Linked DNA regions of Mus musculus: region 2 is linked to region 1. A link is a contact called in public Hi-C data. All regions are on one chromosome and are shown on one strand. Each heading gives the region's core, a stretch centred on a gene start, on an enhancer-like site or on the middle of the called end of the contact. The rest is flanking DNA. Distances are from core to core; before and after follow the strand shown. Region 1 overlaps Thbs4 (thrombospondin 4). Region 2 has its middle 16 kb from the start of Mtx3.

The links. Hi-C and Micro-C count contacts between places; a contact is called where the count stands out from the background.
Region 2: a Hi-C map of cortical neurons shows a contact between it and region 1, with 2.9 times the contacts expected there. The contact joins two enhancer-like sites. A contact is called at or near these places in 1 of 15 datasets of contacts at CTCF or cohesin (large pre-B cells) and 7 of 484 Hi-C or Micro-C datasets (the HL-1 cell line, cerebral cortex, cortical neurons and 3 more).

What each region holds. Positions count from the first base shown.
Region 1 is chr13:92,750,512-92,753,357 of GRCm38.p6, forward strand. Thbs4 (thrombospondin 4) reads right to left here. Exons shown (of 22, transcript NM_011582.3): 21 at 1,843-1,982; 22 at 1,075-1,301. The coding sequence ends at 1,240. Among named protein-coding and RNA genes, the nearest start is that of Thbs4, 43 kb to the right of the region's middle. Within about 2 kb of position 1,425, at least 55 of the 459 cell types and tissues checked have an H3K27ac peak or open chromatin away from gene starts, as enhancers often do. A contact at or near this core is called in cortical neurons, where this site is marked.
Region 2 is chr13:92,827,610-92,830,455 of GRCm38.p6, forward strand. No RefSeq gene overlaps it. Among named protein-coding and RNA genes, the nearest start is that of Mtx3, 16 kb to the right of the region's middle. Within about 2 kb of position 1,427, at least 22 of the 459 cell types and tissues checked have an H3K27ac peak or open chromatin away from gene starts, as enhancers often do. A contact at or near this core is called in cortical neurons, where this site is marked.

The sequences.
Region 1 (2,846 bases), core at 175-2,674:
GTAGATGTGTTTCACCCAGAGATTGAGAAGAGTCATTGGCAGCCATGTGAACTCTGAATACTATAGCCATGGTAAAAGTGGGAGGAATGTTTATAATTTATGATACTCTAGGGAATTATGGGAATGAAAAATACATTGCTGAGCTGTGGTTGAGGCTCAGCTGGTTTAGTATGCCTAGAATTCAATACCTAGCAGGACACGAAACCAGGTATGATGCATACCTTTAAACCTAGTATGAAGAAGTCGGGGCAGGAGGACCAGAAGCTCACGGTGATCTTTGGTCACACAGAGAGTTTGGGACCAGTCTGGTTTATATGAGAACCCATCTAAAACCATAAAATAATAATAAAATAAATTGCCAAACTTCTTTAGAATTAAATCTCAAGGGGATTTATAAAATTTCTGGGTATCTTGATTGACTACTGGAAAGTATCGGCTAGTACACAGCTGCAGAAAGCTTCTGCCCTGTACACATGGTGACTGGCTCTACTGTCATTGTCACCAGACCCTACATCCCACTGTTTTTGTTACCTCAAAGGCAGCCACTCTCCCTTCACTGCCCAGCGAATGCTTACTGGCTGTTTGCTTCCTGCCTGGTACTGTGGGATCTGAATACAGTGACAGACATAGAATGACAAGATCTGTTTTCTTCCATTTGACTCACAGGACGCTAGGGGGAGCCAAATCCGTAAGTGTCTGTGGAAGGAGGTGACAGAAAGGCTGAGGGAAGGGTGTCAGAAGAACAAGGCAAGCTTAGTTCAGGTTTCTCAGGATGTCACCTCCTCCCGAAGCCTGGGGTGGGGGTGGGGGGCTTCCCTGGAGACTACATTCCAAGAATGAGGAGTCTGTGTGAACAGAAAGCAGGCTTTAGCATGGCACTAAATAGGGTCACCCCAGAAATGACCTTTGGTTTGGCTGTCCGGTTCATACCCGTGCTCCGTGGCACACAGTACATACTCAAGGGGGTGGGGGTGGGGGAATAAAACCAATCTGGTAAGTTTATCAAGGATTCCTCAGAAAACAACACACATCACCAAAGCCTGAGCTTCCATTAGAAACGACTGAGCACCATGGTTATTAGAAATAGTCTCTTCTTTATTTCCACATTCATATAAAAAGTTTTGACGTATTTGGGCTGGTAAAAGAAAAGCCATGATAATATAAAGAGAATTATAGGAAGTTTTAAAAAAGATGTTGCTTTTGGTGTTTGAGAAGGCAGTTGTGGGATTGCTTCTTGGCTCAATTATCCAAGCGGTCGAAACTCTGGGTCTGGAACTCCTGGAAGTCCTCTGGTATGGTGTCTGCAACAAGAATCGGGGTGGTAGTTAGTTAATGAGGATCCTTCCAGGCTGGAATCATGGCCACCACATGCCGCCCAGGCCTCCTGTAGGGGGCGCTGTCAGCTCGCCTGAGACTCCCACAGGCTCGCAGCCATTTTCTACTTCAGGTTGCTTTGTTGCAAATCCTTGGCTTAAAGCCCAGCAGGGCTTATTCATAGGCCTAGGGAAAATTAGCAGGCAGAGTGCCTTTTTAGTCTGTGATTATGTTTGAGTCTAATGAAAAAGAAAGGCTGCCTGTAAATTAAACTGACGGAATTTCTCACCGAACCCCTAACTCTAAAACATGCAGTTAAATTCTATGGGTTTCAATTTTCAGATTTGGGAAGCAGGAAAGCCTGGCTCTGCCTTCCTCTTATGTTATGCAGGGTACATCACCATCACGCACGTGGTGGTGAGGCTTTGGGGCGGGGGGGGGGGGCGGGGTGGGAGGATGCATGTTATAGAAATAAGATTTCTTGGTTGCTCCCCTGTGCTGTTGAGGGGCACTCAGCATGAAGGTTACCGTTGCAGCGGTACTTGAGGTTGGACCAGATGATGTTTTCTTGAGAGAAGCAGAACACACCAAGTCGGCCTCCACGCATGGTGGTGTCTATGGTGACCCCAGAGTCAGCCACCAACTCCGAGCCTTCATAAAAGCGCACCCTGCAGAGAGCACAGGTGTCCACGGTGAGGAACATGGTGCCACTTCCGACTCTTGTACTTACCTCTTTATTCAGACATGTTGTTTTCCACTAACTCTAGTTGGTCCCTCCCCAGTGAGGTTAGAAGTTCCCCAGGACAGGAACCAAGAGTCCACGGCTCCCTAACTTGGTTTTTAACAGGCCCAGCATGGTGTCAGGTGCATAGTTCCTGGATCGGTACTTGCTGGTGAATTAAAACAAAATAGCTTGACATCACGGACAAGTGGTTTTGTGGCTTCACTGTCTTGTGAGTTATTTTCTCTGGATACTGTACCTAGAAGCCCTGCGCTTTCTTCTTTGGTCTAGCTGATTTCACTGGTGGACTCTCAGAGCCTTGATCAGTAGCTTTAGGCAGTTGTGGGGGCAATTTCAGTTGTCATAGTAGCACTGAGGGACAGAAGCCCCTGGATGCCAGCCTTCAATACCCCGGAGTGAGTTAGCCAAAGCTTGCCCTGTGCTCTGTACCCTTGTGGAGTGTCATGGGGAAGGTGAGCTGCGCCTCGCCTCGGAGAGGCAATGGCGTTTTACCCTGAGCATCATTTTCTTTTTTTTTTTTAAGATTTATTTATTATTATATATGAGTACACTGTAGCTGTCTTCAGACACACCAGAAGAGGGCATCAGATCTCATTGCAGATGGTTGTGAGCCACCATGTGGTTGCTGGGATTTGAACTCGGGACCTTTGGAAGAGCAGTCAGTGCTCTTACCCACTGAGCCATCTCTCCAGCCCGAGCATCATTTTCTTCTGCATTGATTTTAAGTTAAACTCCCCAATTAATTCCCCAGGGTAAACCAAGAAGTGCCTGAGCATGCCGTTCTGTTCGA
Region 2 (2,846 bases), core at 177-2,676, 77 kb after region 1:
ACATTTTTCTGTATTCATAGATCAGTGCCTTATTCAACCATCATCAGAGAAGCTTCGTCCTGCAGCAGATGCAGAGACCCACAGCCAGACATTATACAGAGAGTCTTTGGGGCACACAGCTCTGAATGGGATGTCTCCATTGAATCCCTCCCCTCAGAGCTCAGGGAAGAGGAGGCACCAGGTTGTTCATGTATATATTATGGCTTCAGGTTTAGTGTTTTTATAATTATCTATTTTAATTGATTGATTGATTGAGACACAGGCTCACTACACAGCCCTGGCTGGCCAGAAACTCACACAGAGCTCTGTTTGCCTCTGCCTTCCAACAGCTTGGATTAAAAGCATGTGCCATCATGCCCAGCTCTCTATAATTCTAGTTGACCACTCATTCTGTATTTGCCATAACTACAGAATGCTAAAGGTTGCAGCTTTGTCTTAATGGACAACCAGTTCATCTTACTCTTCATTTCTACACTTTTCTAGAATTTTTGTAGACCACAGCAGAGGGACAGTTGACTATAGTGGATGAGGAGCAGCCAAGCTGCAACTGGAACCCTGAGCCTTCCTGGCTGAGTTGAAGCTGACTGTTCTATGACATCATTCAGGATTGCCTTAACATTTAATTTTTCCTGCTATCCTGCAGAATGAACATGGAGAGAACATTAAGCTCTGGGATGAAGGCTCTCAAGTCCAGTGGCAAGTGCTAGCATCCTGTGAGGGTCTGTGTGTTGTGTCACAGGTAAAGGAGGCAAAATATGAGGGGTAATTTGACGTATTGCCTCGAATCTCTAGATTAACCCCCCCATGAGAAATGATATCATCCCATTTAATGAGAGTTCCACTCCCCAGGACCTAAACTCCTTCCTACCAACCCTGATGCATTGGAAATGAAGTTTCCAATGCATAAGTTTGGGGACAAACACCCAAATTACAACAAATTTCTGTGAAATGAATCAACGATTTTTTTTCCATCTGGAGGAAAAATTAAATGTTAAGGCAATCCTGAATGATGTCATAGAACAGTCAGCTTCAACTCAGCCAGGAAGGCTCAGGGTCCCAGTGAAAGCTGCCCGACACATGTAGAAACTGAGGCAGCCAAGCAGATTTTAAGAACCTTCTTAGCTGTAAAAGTTAGCATCCTTTATTTCCCCCTGTCTGGCCCTAACTCATTCTGATGACATCAGGATCCCCACACCTGCTGTCCCAGAATTCCCTGAACTCACCTTCACTTTCAACGTTTAAAGAAACAGACCTGGAATGTTCTAAATCTACAATAGATGAAGATCCTCTGCGGAATGTCTCACCAGACTGTTTCTGAAGACAGATACCAGATGCGAAAGAGGAAGATTAACTATGCAGACAACGAGCTGGTAAATTACAGTAAATTATACAGTGACGGCAGCAGAGGGGTCTGGAGGGAAAGGCAGTTTCATTTTGAACTTGGCTAAGGCGTCTGTTTTTGTCCCCAAGGGGAAGGAGGCTCATTCAGACACGCATGCTCGCTGCTTTTCCTGCTCTTTGGGGCAGCTGTGGTTGCCGGCCTCTTCTCTCCTCTTTCCTGTCTGTTGTGGGAGCTGCTTTAAATTGGATGAAGTTATTTTGCGGGTGGGTTTTAGAATCCCATATGCTGCTGGCAGCTGAGTGAGGCTTTCTATCAATGGGAGATGATAGATAGAGAGTTATCTATCAGAAAGCTGATTGATAGGACCCTTAGCCTAGCGAAGTGCATGGTGGCCTCCCGCTCTGCTTAGAACCATTGTTTCTTCTCTTCTGTTTCCTCTTCCTACTTATTTCTTCTCCTTAGCCTCGGCCTCTCTGGCCTTGTTCTTATTCCCTTTCCCTCTTTCTCCCCTCCCCTAAATATGACTCGAGACTCCGTTTCTCCTTTGAAGAGCAATGAAAGGCTTGTAACATTTAGGCAATTAAAAAACATATGTGGAATAATAAACATTTGCTTAGACTAGACTACTCAGCTATCAGGTTCATTATAGGAAACCTTCCATACCCCATCCACTGATGATAGACACCTTCATCTCTCCCAGCCCAGTAGCCAACCACAGTGCTTCACAATGGGCAACTAGACAAAAGCTCAAGGTGACCTTATTACCCATGCCAATCACCAAGTGAGAAGGCATCTAAGCTGTGCTTAAACACATAACAGTCTTGCCCACACCTACAACAGAACCAAAGGTAGGAGCAGAATCCCATATTGGGATTCCAGTGAAATGAGAATCCAGTGCCTCCGGTCAGGGCATTGCTCTAGCAGAAGAGGACAGGGTGAAAAGAGAAAGCAGACATTGAGGAAGCTGCTGGAAAAGGATCAAAGAGTGCTTGAGGCACTGGCTGTTGAATAAGCCACAAGCATTCATTGTGTGCTTACTGGATGTTGTAGATCATATATGAAACGTGCATAGAAAATCTGTGTGAAATTTTCACAGGCAGGCAACCATACATAATTTGAACAAATAGAATCAGAATGAGTAATAGCTCACTAGTGTTTACATTCAGAACTGTTTTGTAAAGAAGCTGACACATATGCCACCATCTCTGATGGCACCCTTCTTCTGGACACCTCTTTATTTTTCGCTGTCATTACTCTGGGACCTAGGTGAACATGGACATCAAGGTTCTCAGAACTGTGAACTATCTCACAGTTATAAACCATGACACAGCTTACAAACTCTCTTCGTCCTGGGATTTTTCTATTGCCCAGAATGCACACTGAATTCTTTCAGGGTGTAGATGATATTTAAAGCATTAATTCAAGTAATATGCAAATCACAATTTTACAAGACAAGATTTGGTTTTTGTTGTTACTGGTAAACAACCTCAAAGAGTATGTCAGC